Linked DNA regions of Gossypium hirsutum: regions 1 and 2 are each linked to region 3. The links are chromatin contacts, called in public Hi-C maps. All regions are on one chromosome and are shown on one strand. Each heading gives the region's core, a stretch centred on a gene start, on an enhancer-like site or on the middle of the called end of the contact. The rest is flanking DNA. Distances are from core to core; before and after follow the strand shown. Region 1 holds the start of LOC107903550. Region 2 has its middle 7.5 kb from the start of LOC107903540. Region 3 has its middle 29 kb from the start of TRNAR-ACG.

The links. A called contact is a pair of places that touch in the nucleus more often than the background predicts.
Region 1: a contact with region 3 is called in a Hi-C map of leaf, with 2.5 times the contacts expected there. The contact joins the promoter of LOC107903550 here to the enhancer-like site in region 3. A contact is called at or near these places in 7 of 34 Hi-C or Micro-C datasets (anther, callus, hypocotyl and 2 more).
Region 2: a Hi-C map of hypocotyl shows a contact between it and region 3, with 1.8 times the contacts expected there. The contact joins two enhancer-like sites. A contact is called at or near these places in 8 of 34 Hi-C or Micro-C datasets (callus, hypocotyl, leaf and 1 more).

What each region holds. Positions count from the first base shown.
Region 1 is chrD05:61,075,188-61,079,529 of Gossypium_hirsutum_v2.1, reverse strand. It overlaps LOC107903550, which reads left to right and starts at 2,212. Exons shown (of 3, transcript XM_016829631.2): 1 at 2,212-2,505; 2 at 3,841-4,046; 3 at 4,132-4,342. The coding sequence starts at 2,416.
Region 2 is chrD05:61,459,438-61,463,736 of Gossypium_hirsutum_v2.1, reverse strand. No RefSeq gene overlaps it. Among protein-coding and RNA genes, the nearest start is that of LOC107903540, 7.5 kb to the right of the region's middle. Within about 2 kb of position 2,511, at least 3 of the 9 cell types and tissues checked have an H3K27ac peak or open chromatin away from gene starts, as enhancers often do. A contact at or near this core is called in hypocotyl and leaf, where this site is marked.
Region 3 is chrD05:61,267,267-61,271,573 of Gossypium_hirsutum_v2.1, reverse strand. No RefSeq gene overlaps it. Among protein-coding and RNA genes, the nearest start is that of TRNAR-ACG, 29 kb to the left of the region's middle. Within about 2 kb of position 2,378, at least 4 of the 9 cell types and tissues checked have an H3K27ac peak or open chromatin away from gene starts, as enhancers often do. A contact at or near this core is called in hypocotyl and leaf, where this site is marked.

The DNA of each region.
Region 1 (4,342 bases), core at 963-3,462, 190 kb after region 3:
TAAGTTTAAAAATTAACACAAATAAAAAAAATTAAATTTCAATACGAGAATAATTACTAAATTTAGAAATTAATTTTTAAAAAATTTAATTGTAATATAGTATGAAATAATAACTTAATTAAAAATCAAATAATAAATTGTTTAACAATTCACGGTGACAAAAGAGCTTGACCTTTTTTTTTCTTGACAAAAGTCAAGACATTACATTTTCTCAGCGGCCTAACACATGTTAACGATCCAACGTGGCAAAAGCTTATTGGTTAGATGGTATAGAATGATTACCTGTATCCAGACTGTATTCAGTGCCAACGAAAGGAAGCCTTTTTTCTGTAGTTTCTAATGACAAATTTAATTTCGTCGGCAGCGATACGCAATCTCCATTCGTCGTCGTTTTAGTCACGTGGTAGATCTAAAACTTTAAAGGGGAAATATTTTTGTTTTCACGTGTCCAACAAACGAAAGGTTGATTTATGAGTTGTTGCCTTTGCGTGGTGAAAGCAATTAGTTCTCTTCACCGACACTCTCTTCCCCATCAATTTTGTCATTTTATTACGATGAAGACAATATTAAATATACAATCAATACTGTCTATAATATTAATTAATTAATTTTTTATATCCATTTAAATTTAATGTAATTTACACATAAAATATTTTCATTTATATACATAAAACTTTAATATTTATTTTAAAAAATAAATATATTAATTTATTATTCATTGGGTCTTAACTTAGTTAATATTCACATTATTGTCAGCATAAGAGAACGTAAGTTTGAACACGTTAAAGTATATTTGTGTTCTCCTTTCTATATTTTGTAAAATAAAAATGGGTAAATTGTACTCAAAAGTCACTAAATTATTAGTAAATTTATATTCTGGTTATTTAATTTCAACAAGTTTTCATTTAGGTCGTTGGATTGTAAAATTGTTATATGACATTCTCTATTCGCACTACTTACACAAATCAAAAGCTCTCTAATTCCCCTTCTCTTTTACAGTTAAATTTTTTCATTAAATAGTTTTGAATGTTACAAATTTGTGAGCCAAAATCTAAATCTGATCTCTGATACTAACCACTAGGTCGACTTAGATTTAAGATATGATATTCTATTCACCAATGAGTACTGATTCACTGTATTGATAGTCGAATAATCGATTGGAGCTTGCTAAGTGAACTTTAAAAAAAAACTTAACAGCCTAGTGACTTAAATAATTTTTTTTGAATAGTTTAATAATTATTTTGTAACTTTTTAAAATTAAATTATTAAAACGTAAATTCATTAAATATTTGGAATGAGAAAAGAAGTTTTCTAATTTAATTTAAAATTGAAAACAAAAACGGAAATTGACATTACAAAACGTACTTTTATTTTAGTGGGTATCAATTCTTTATCATGAACAATGGAATCACCCTTTCCGTTTCGTGCAATACAAGCTGTAGATGTTGGTACCGCATGCTGTAAAATGTTGTACGCCCAGGGCTTCCAAAAAGGGCAGTTAATTATAGCGGGTATTTATTCCCTTTCTCGAACCCTCCTAAAATGCCCCTTCCAACTGCATTTGCTTTCCCAATAAGCATCCCTTCAGTAATTTACAATCTATTTTTATTCACGTAATAATAAATTTAGTATTTTAATATTTTTTATTAATTTATTTCTTATTTTTTATATTAAACTTTATATTTAATATTTAAAAAAATTAAATTTAATCATCAACATTAAAAAATAGAATAATTATTTTTTTAACATAAACATTAATTAAAATATTAAATTTTTAAATATCGCGAGCAATTCATATTTATTTCATGTTAATTTTTTAAACTTTATTTGGTTGAATTTTTTTATGATTTTTAAATTATTTATCAATGTAATATATAAAAGACATAATATTATATTAACATGAAATACACGTGAATTATCATGTATTTTATCATACCAACATTGTTAAATGAATTAAATTTTAATCAGCATTTTCGTTAAAAAATATTTTGACATTTATTAAATGATTAATAATCTAATTCAACTAAAAAAATAAGAATCAAACTACAAAAAAAATATAAATGTTACGAACTAAATTTATTATTATAATTTTTCAAAATTTTTAAATATTTTAAAGTTATTTTTGTTCTCATTTATGAATATAATTACAATTAATATATAAAATCGAAATAAATAAATTTTTTCTTTTTTGACAAAGAGGTGAAAACCCATTTTCAAAGTTAAGGTGATGTGTCATTTTCTTATTGAAAATACATTAAAAAGAAAAAACTACATATTTTTCCTTCAAATTTAATCATTTGCCTTTGCATATTTAGCTACAAGGGGAGTTTGAGGAAGAGAAAGAACAAAGCAAAGAGAAAAATAGAAGAAGCCTTTGTTTGGGGTTCTTGAACTTAGCTTTCCATATATTCATCCATGGCTTCTAAGCTTCTTTTGATTGCTGTATTTGTTCTTGATCTCATTGCTTTTGGTTTAGCTGTTGCAGCTGAGCAAAGAAGAAGCACTGTAAGTCTGCTAACTTTCCCCTTCACTTTCTTTTATTGTTTTGGTTTACAATTAGTTCATACGATTTCTGGGTATACTGAAAGTTTGCAACCTTTTTTTTCTGGAAAACTAAGGAAAATAAAAGAAAGTGAGTTCTTTTGTTTGAAAAAAAGCGGTAAATGTTGATTTTAGCTTTCTGCGCTTTTTGTTTCATGTAAGAATTTTCTGATATTTGGAGCTTCCATCGATGTAGGGAAAGAAAAGAAACACAGTATTCAAGCTTGATCTTTTGTGTGCCTGTATATATACACATGCACATACATATATATGTATTCTCTTTCTAATCAAATAGTAACGGAAATTGATTCCATCATTTTATAATTCTGAATTGTGTATGAACTTCACCAGATCTCAGCTGAATTTCTATAAAAATAATAGATCTGAGTTTATGGTTTTGATCCTCTTTCACTAACTTAAAAAAGGTGCCTGGTCCCCTTGGTTAAATTGTTCAACTTTAACTTTAGCCGCTCCAAAATGTTATTGATTCAATTTAATCCCTTTGTTAGATTCAAAATTTACATTTTTGCTCCTCTCAAGAAGTTAAAAAATCAATTAAGCCATTTTAATACAGAGCTTTTATAAATTCTTTAGCTTTGAACCCCAAACTTTTATAAATTTACCCCATCACACTGGCTTTTCACCCCAGGGTCTAATGGAAGAACTAGTCTTTGCTAGATTTAGAAGCCAATCTGTTTCATCTTTTGAAACAATATTTTATGATCTAATCGGTGATGTTGACTAAATTATTGACAACCAAGCTTCAAGATATTGCTTTTTGTTTATTGTACCATATATGATACTTTAATATAAAGTATGATAGCTGATCTTCTAACACGTTCTAGTATTCTAATATATAATCAAAGGGTAAAAGTATCTTGAAGGCTCTTGTATTATGAGTCAGATTGTTACTTAAAAAATGGGCAAGTTAGCACTTGTGCATTAGATCAAAGAGTAAATTGGTTTTTCTGTTAAAGTTTCCATCCATTTCTACCGTTAAAAACTAGTCTTTGCACGTCAGCATGAGGTACATGTGACGTTTGCTATGTTAGTTGTTAACAATTAAAATGGATAAAAATTTCAACATGAAAGACCTATTTGCTCCTTAATCTAACGTATAGGAATTAATCTGTTTATTTTCTGAGTAGAGGAGATAAAATGCAATCTGATTCATAATATAAGGGTCTCCATGATAATTTTATCGGGATCAAAGGTATATATCCAACATGATTATTGAGAAGGATTTTTTATTCCGCTTCAACTCAAAGCAGCTAACATTGGGTATATGTTTAATGGCAGGCCAAGATTGTGCAGGATAATGAAATTCAATACAACTATTGTGTGTATAACTCAGACATAGCAACTGGCTATGGTGTTGGTGCATTTTTGTTCCTCATGGCTAGCCAAGTCCTTATAATGGTTGCCAGCCGATGCTTTTGCTGTGGAAAGGCTTTGAACCCTAGTGGTTCAAGGGCTTGGGCAGTCATCCTTTTCATTGTTTGCTGGTATGTAACCAACTTTAGGTCAAATTTATGGTTTTTACATATTTGAATGGTTTCACTCATTCTTTGAATTGCATGTGTATGGCAGGCTATTTTTCCTAATAGCCGAGATATGTTTGTTGGCCGGATCAGTACGGAATGCATACCACACAAAATACCGGACCATCTTCAGCGAGCAGCCACCGTCTTGTGAAACTTTGAGGAAGGGAGTGTTTGGTGCAGGGGCTGCCTTCATTTTCTTGACTGCTATTGTCAATAAGTTCTACTATATTTGCTACTCAAATGCTAGGGAAAACAGC
Region 2 (4,299 bases), core at 1,262-3,761, 190 kb before region 3:
AGTATCCCATAGAGTAGTGACATCTAGAAGAGGCCACATTTCAAATGGAATGGCCTTATTAAGCTGAGGGATTTTTGAATATTTTTATAATGGTTATCAGAATTTCAGATATCATCAGGGAAAACTCTGTGAATCCAAGCAGTAGGAAAAGATGCTAGTTGAGTTGGTATTCCATATTGCATGAAATATTGAAAGATAATTATCATGTAAAGTCCCAATTTTTCATGGTAAGATTGATTTATCATGTTCAACCATTGTGGTAAAGGATGAAGCTAGCTTAGAAAAGTAAAGAAATTATGATGTTCATGTTCAATGTTTCCTCGAACCTCTTTTGTCAAATAGTAAAGACCAGGAACAAAAAACTGGATGGCAATATGGTAAAGATGAGTGAATTACCATAAAAACCATTTCAGTTCTTCTGGTTGTTCAAAAAATTCAAACCTTATTGGGTGTATGAATGGATATTCTGGATGTACACCCCAAGGTTTAAGAATAAGGACCCAAAAATTTTTAAAGACCTGAAATTGATATTCAAACATCATCTCTTTGGTCTTTTTATGAAAGGTTTTTTTGATGCACAAGATTCATGACTTCTAATGGAAATTCTGAGTTAAGGTTAGGGGTGATTGGGTAAGAGATAGGTAAAGTTGAAGATGATGAGGATGGCCTATACATCATTATAGGCTTAGGCCAACTAGATAAGGTTCTTTTGAAAGCAAATATTTCAGTTTTAGGCCTAAAAAGGAAATCAACAAGAATATTGTCCTTTCCTTTGATGTGTTTAGTGTCAAAAGAAAATTGGAAAACCATTCAGCCTACCTAAGGAGCTGAGGGTGTAAGACTGTTTTTTGTTTAAACTTGAGCGTTTGAGGGAAAGAAGACATGTCCATTTCACCAAGGAAATGATATCCTGCAAGATGAAATTCAAACTTTGAGATACCTTTTTTAACTGCCAAGATTTCCTTGAAGGTAGAATGGTAATGAATTTCGGCTTAAAAAAATCTTCCACTTTTGAATCCGCAAAGGTGTCTTTTTCCTTGTTTTTCCTCAAATAATATTACACTCCAATATTTGTCACTGGTATCTGTCTGTAGAATTCGTTTTCCATCAAAAGGAATTTAGAGTGGAGGTAAATTTTGTAACATTTCTTTCAGACGTTGTACAACTTTTGTTTGATGAGACGATCATGTTGGAGGTTCCTTCTTAAGCATATTTCTTAAAGGGTTAATATACTTAGAAACCTTAGGAATAAAGTCTCTAAGATAATTAACAATCCCTAAGAATTGTTGAACTTGTTTTTTAGACAGGTTTTCATCTGGAAACTTAAGAAGTTCTTGTGCAATATGTGGTCTTGGAGAGTATTGTCCATCTTTCAGTGTCATTCCCAGGAATTCAATTTCTAGTTTATTGATTTGCATCTTCTTTTCTGAGAGCATTATCCCATGTTTGAGAATGAGGAATTTGAATTCTTCCAGAAGTTGAACATGAAATTCTTCATTTGGACTATAAAGAAGGATGCCATCAATATAGATCAACGCATTTTCCATCAGAGGTTGGAAATTTTTTATCATTGCCTTTTGGAATAATGAAGGAGTAGTTTTTAATCCAAATGGCATGACTTTCCACTGAAAATGCTTGTTAGGAATACAAAACCCTGTTTTAAATTTGTCATCTGGGTGGATTCCTAGTTGCCAAAATCCTGCCTTGAGGTTGAATTTTGAAAATATCATTGCTTTAGCCAGACTGGAGAAAAGAGAATTTCTGTTTGGTAACGGAAATTTGTCATCTTTTAAGGAAATGGTTAAGAGGTTGGTAATTAATAACCAATCTTAACTTTCCTCTGGCTTGTTTAAATATTTTATTTACATAGAAAGCCTCACATGCTCATTGAGAATTTGATGGCTCAATTAAATCTTGTTGTTGAAGCTCTTTGCATTCTTATTCTGCTAGCAACAAATGATCTAGATTCATACCCATATGACTGGCTTTTGTTGAGTTTATGCCTTCACTTTTCTTAAATTGAAGGGTAATAAAGAATTCAAAATTTTTCCATAAAGGATTTGAACATTTAAGCTGGAATTCTGAATGAGAGTCTGCATAAGATTTTTCTTTAAGCTATTGGACAATTTGGAGAATTTTTTCTGACTAGATAGAGAAAAGTTTAGGTATGGAGACAAAAGGTTGAAACAGATTTTTGAAACATACTCCATCAAGAAGGACCCTTAAGTGTTAAGCTTTTGTGTAAAGGTCAAAACCCACTACAATATCTTTTTCTAGGAGTTTTGAACCCAATACTGTAGTTTTAACACAACCTGGAAAGAACTGAATAGTAATAGGCTTACTAATCAAGTGGGTAGCAAAAGGATGGTCTGCAGTGGAATTAAAGTACCTGACATGTGGCTTCCACCAATTTGTGGGTAAAACATTTGGGTTCATAATGGTTTCAGCTGCTCTAGTATCTATAAAGGCAATTACAGTAATGGGCTTACTATATTTGTCTAAATAGATTTTAACAGGAATACAGGGAACTGGTATCATGTTGCCATTGTCCTTTTGGGTTTGGGCTTGTAGCATATGAACATCTGAATATTCTGAATCTGAATCTGAGATTTCATCAGGATATGCAAGAATAGCACAAATAGCCCTTTCTGATGGTTCATCTTCAATGGAACAAACGGACTATATATCATCTTCTTTTTTATCTTTATTCCTGATTGTTGAATCAATTGTACAATCTTTTTTGCCCTCTTCTTATTTCTTGGAAAATCTCTTGAATAATGCCCATTTTGCTTGCAAATGTAACAACGATCAGACTTTGTTGATTCTCGCTTCTTCTTGAGATACTTCTATTGTGGCCTTTTTCTCTTCCATTTTGAAGAAGTTGTTTTCTTTGAAAAAGAATATTTCAGAAAATGTTTATTTTTCTTAGAACGGTAGACACAAGACTTGTCTTTAGGGCATTTATATTTTAAATAGGATTCATCACATGCACGATCAATCCTCTTGTCACCATGGAGATAGTCTTTGAATATTTTTCTCCTGTTGCAAATGTCTTCTAAGGTAATAAAAACTTATTGTTGGATTTCTCCAACTGTTAAATGAAGAATGTATTTATTTTGCCTTTGGAGAGCTTGATTGACTGCAACCTGGAGAGGATTCGGAAGAGATGAAAGAATTACGGGCTTTAGATTTGAATTAAGACCTAAAGCACAAAATAATCTAGTCATTATTTTAAAATGCTTTGCTAGGTCTCTTTTGCCATACGAGCAACATTTTCTTTTGTAAAACTCTCGTCGTATTGGTTGGGCAAGGTCTTGGAGGACTAAACATTGCATTTGATCTTATTGGCTAATTGAATTCCACTAATCTAGCAACATTCTAATAAACCTGGATACAAATTCCATAAGGATATTGTAATTGCTTTCTTCAGTAAGCTTACGAGTTTCAAGCCATGAGTGAAATTCTTGAATTCTATTTGGCCATTTTTCTTGTGGAATATCATCAAGAGCAAAGGTGGTTCTACCAATAGAGGTTTTTTGTGTAGGACGATTCTGTGATGAAGATAATTCTGGTGCTTCTGACATATCTTCGTCATCTGATTGTTCCACCTTTGGCTGGGTTTGTAAAACTTTTGAAATGCTTTCTTCCTTTGGTTGACATTTTGATGATGAATCTGATGATGAATTTGAATCAAACCAATCAATATTAGTGTCTGATTGTTACTCTTGGAGCTATAAAGCTGAAAATTTTAGGATCATTGAATCCTTACAATCCTTTAAAAAAGTTGTCAATGGATTTTGATTCTGGTTTTGTTGAATCATCAGAGACTTAGAAGCTTGTTTTGGAGGAGGTGATTTTGGAGGAGACTTGTCTGTTACTGGCCTTTTGCCAAGTCTAATTTCTTCTTGACAGTCTTCTTCCTTTTAGCCATTTCAGCTTCTTCAGTGGCTTTTTTCTTCTTTTTCTTTTCAGCTTCTTATTTTTTGATTTCCAGAAATATTTCATAGGTACTAGGTTTAGTCCGTTCTGGAAATTTTGGAAAGGTAATACGAAATCTTTCAGCTGGAATTGTATTTTTCTGATGAATCGAAGGAAACAACTCCACTGATTCTGATCGTGGAGATGATGCTAGGATTTTGCCAGTTTCTTAAAGCACTTTAATTTATTCTTTGAGATTTTGGATTTCTTTTTCTCTTTACGCTAAATGACAAAAGAAATCTTGTCCTGGGGCAGTTGGCTCTTTAGCCACAACATCCAATCTTTTTTGCAAAAGATTGATAAGATCTTTTACCATTTTTG
Region 3 (4,307 bases), core at 1,129-3,628:
CATTAAAATCTATTCGTTATAAGATTTTAAAAAATTTTACCCCTACTCTTTTATTGGGTTGGTGTTGTTATTTTTAATAAAAAATTAAAAATAAACCTTTAATGTCTAATGACACACTGTAAATAGCTGAACCAACAACAAATTATCACTCCCAATCAACAAGTTCTTATATCCCTCCTCCCAAGCAGTACAAAGACCATCATAAATTGCCTATAGTTCCACCTGCAACTCTATACTAACTCCAATAAATCGAGTATACCTCATGAGCCAACAGTTAGCCCAATCATTGAGGACACCTTTGGCTGAAGCAACACCACTTAAAATATCCACAGCCCTATCACAATTTACTTTGATACAGACTAAAACCGGTGGTATCCAACCAATCTCAGCTAAATGCCAACCCCTTCCGAGTCTGATCTCCCAAACCCACAGCTATTATACTCTTTGCCCACCCATGACAAGCTCTTCTTGACAGCATCACCAAAACAACCCAAACCATTAGCAAAAACACACTAGTTCTGTCACTTCCATAAATGCCACAAGACAACACTAAGGCTTAAGGTGAGTTTGGATGTATGGTGTGTTTACCTGCGATTAGTGTAAAAACAACGGGAGTGGTGAGATTAGATACTGTAGTGATACTGTAATGTGAGACAAAAAGTAAACTAAACGCACCGTACTGTCCATCCAAACCCACACTTAGTTTAGTGTTGTTTCTCAAAAGTGCTTTTGGGCGAAAAAATAGTTTTGAACAAAAGCTAAAATTTTATGCTTTTGATTTTGGCTAAAAAAGTGCTTTTGCAAAGCATTTTTTTTCCCAAAAAGTAATTTTGAAAAGCTCAAAAGCATCTTGTTTAGCAATACTTTTATCTCAAAAGTGCATTTTGTCCTAAAAGTGTTGTTTAGAAGCAATGCTAAATTGGCCCTAAACAACACATACCAACTAACTCTTGCCACGACAATGTCCTGGAAGTGACATAAATTTCAAATAATCCAGTCTTGCAAAGGTATCAAAAAGAAATCTTGAACCACTTGACAAGGTAAATACTCTGCCACGTCCCAACCACAATAGGACAATCACGTAAAACATAAGGTATCGAAAAGAAGTCTTGAACCACTTGACAAGGTAAATACTCTACCACGTCCCAACCACAATAGGACAATCACGTAAAACATGAATGTTAGCCTCTTCACCACCCCACACAGACAACAACTTGGGTCATCAGCCATACCACGCCTCACCCATTCAACATTTATTAGCAACATCCCCCTTACCATAAGCCATAGAAAATGTCGTAGCCTTTGCGTCCTTACAACAACCATAAAACCCTCTAAATAGGATCCCTCAAACCTCATAATTTCCGAGTAAGTTACTTATACGTCTCAACCACCATAAACTTCCTCATCGATTACTATCACCAGCAAATGATATCTGGCTTTGCACCAAGAGGAGGCCGAACCCCCAACCATGCGCAAAATAGCCTCTTAGGATAGCATGAGATCCAACCGTCCCTAATCCCATTCTTCGCTAGCACACACCATAACCTTATCGCCTGCAACCACTACATCACGATAGTGATGGACTAGAGGCCCCAAATCCTCAATCCAAGTATCAAACCACAATAGTATCGACCTACCATCACCAATAGAACAACAAATAATTTTTTGTACGTGCTGCCAAACATATGCTAACGATTTCCAAACAAAAGACGAGTATGACTTATAAAATACTCAATGTGCATCCCTCCCGGAAATTATATTTGCACCTTAAAATAAGTACCCAATATAAATCTGGACTAGTGAGCAACTTAAACCCCAAGTTCAACAGGAAGTTTTTATTTTTGAGCATAATTTTGCTAAACAGATGACTATGGGAAGGGTTTATTTCATTTGAAAGCATTTTTGCAGAAGTGGCTCCTTGAATTCTAATGTAAGATAGCATATATCATTATTCAGGACGAGTACTGAATTAAGTTGGGGGTGTGATAACTCTGAAATATATAAACATTTACAACACTTTCTGACAAGTAATTCATGCAAATTCTAAGTGTTTTGACAACAATTTGTGGTTTTACTATAAATTTGTAAAGTAGGATAAAATTAAAAACAATTTAATGATTACCTATTACATGCTAATTTTACTTTTTTTTCCAAGTTGACACAGTTTGATGCATTAGAAGAAAAGACAATCTTGAAGCTCACCTTTTGGATGTCCAATGCTGTAGCATTACCATCGCATGAGTCATAAAGAAGAGGGTTGATTCATGATTAGCTTCGGATGCCCAATTAAAGAAATATTGGGCCTTGAAAAGTCTTTTGACCTAGCTTAAGAATTGGGTCAACAAATGGACAGCCTACTAAGAAGATAGGAGTCCAAATCGTCCACTAAGGAGGAGAAGGCCCAACCGTCCATAAAGTTGCCCAAGCTAGCCACCCAAGACTTGATAGAATATCTAAAATCAACCATAAAAATTCTCCATGTGACTGTTCAACTCCCCTCCTCATTTGAAGTTTCTCTCCCATGAATCAAGCATGAAACTAGCTAAAAATAACAAAGTCATCCACCCTCTTTCCTTGAAAGAAGGGTCGGCCATAGGGAGAAAGAATTTGTAACATCCTAAAACCTGGCCCAGACGTTTCGACCGAATTTTTGAGGTCACATTAGCCACCGAAAAGGCTCAAAACAGAACACTGTTTTAAGTACAACATTCTTTTCAAAAATGCAACTTACTAAACCGAAAATGAATTTTGCCAAAATTCTTTGCACACGATAAACTTATTTTCGCTTAAAACTTTCTTAGAACCTATTTCATATTTAATGAATGAAATTTTTTACAACCAAAATAGGTTTGAAAATTTTGATAACCGAACTTAAAATCATAAATTTACATTGGAAAAATAAATTATTTATCTTGTTGAAAAATTGTGTTCAGTTACTAAAGCTTATGCATGGCATCACATGTTTAATTCAAAAACCATAAACTCAAAACTTAATGAAAGTCCGAAATTCAAAACTCATACAACAATCCTATGAAATTTAATTACAGTTCCAATGAAAACATATTATCAAACTTTATAAAAATTTAATCTAAAACTCCAATCAAAACTAGAAATTCATAGACCCTCATTTTGCTGATTCCGACATCTAACCTCACGAGTTACATGAGAAGGAAACTAAAAGGGGGTGAGCTAAACAAGCTCATTCTGATTTCGAAACAAATACAGAAGGCAAATGATGAAGTAGTAAATCGAAAATTATAGATATAAATATACAGACAACATACAGAAATCTTGAACTGGTAATCAGATATATGAAAAGTTTTCACTAACAATCAAAACACAATTACATTATTACAAATTCACATGATACTAATTCACAACAATCATACAATCAAACATAAACTCAGAAGCGAACAAACATAAATCCTAGTTAGTGAATTTCGGAGAGATGAACAATAAACACAATACCTTATAGGTAAAAGCACCACAAATTTCATGTATTATATTCTAGATTGTATATTAGTTTTTTTATTCAAAACATAGGTAAATTAGCTCTTTTACGTTAGATGAGTAAGCAAAACAATCCTATGTTAAAATTTGGTATTTATATATAAGGTATAATAACAAATTTGGCCCTTAATATTTTTATATTTATTCAATTTGACCCTTACTATTTTATTAGAAGTAAATTAGAAATTTTTGAAACTACTAAGACTAAAGGATCAAAATTGCCTTAGTAACAATTTTAAAAAAAATGAATAAAGCCCTTTTAAAATTTAAAAATCATTTAAAATTCATAAAATTATAAAAAAATTATAAATATTTTATTAAAAAAATACAAACCCATTAAAATCTAATCGTTATAAGATTTTAAAAAATTTGACCCTTACTCTTTTATTGGGTTGGTGTTGTTATTTTTAATAAAAAATTAAAAATAAACCTTTAATATCTAATGACACATTGTAAATAGCTGAACCAACAACAAATTATCACTCTCAATCAACAAGTTCTTATATCCCTCCTCCCAGGCAGTACGAAGACCATCAATAAATTGCCTATAGTTCCACCTGCAACTCTGTACTAACTCCAATAAATCGAGTATACCTCATGAGCCAACAGTTAGCCCAGTCACAGAGGACACCCTTGGCTGAAGCAACACCACTTAAAATATCCACAGCCCTATCACAATTTACTTTGATACATACTAAAACCGATGGTATCCAACCAATCTCGGCCAAATGCCAACCCCTTCCGATTCTGATCTCCCAAACCCACAGCTATTATACTCTTTGCCCACCCATGACAAG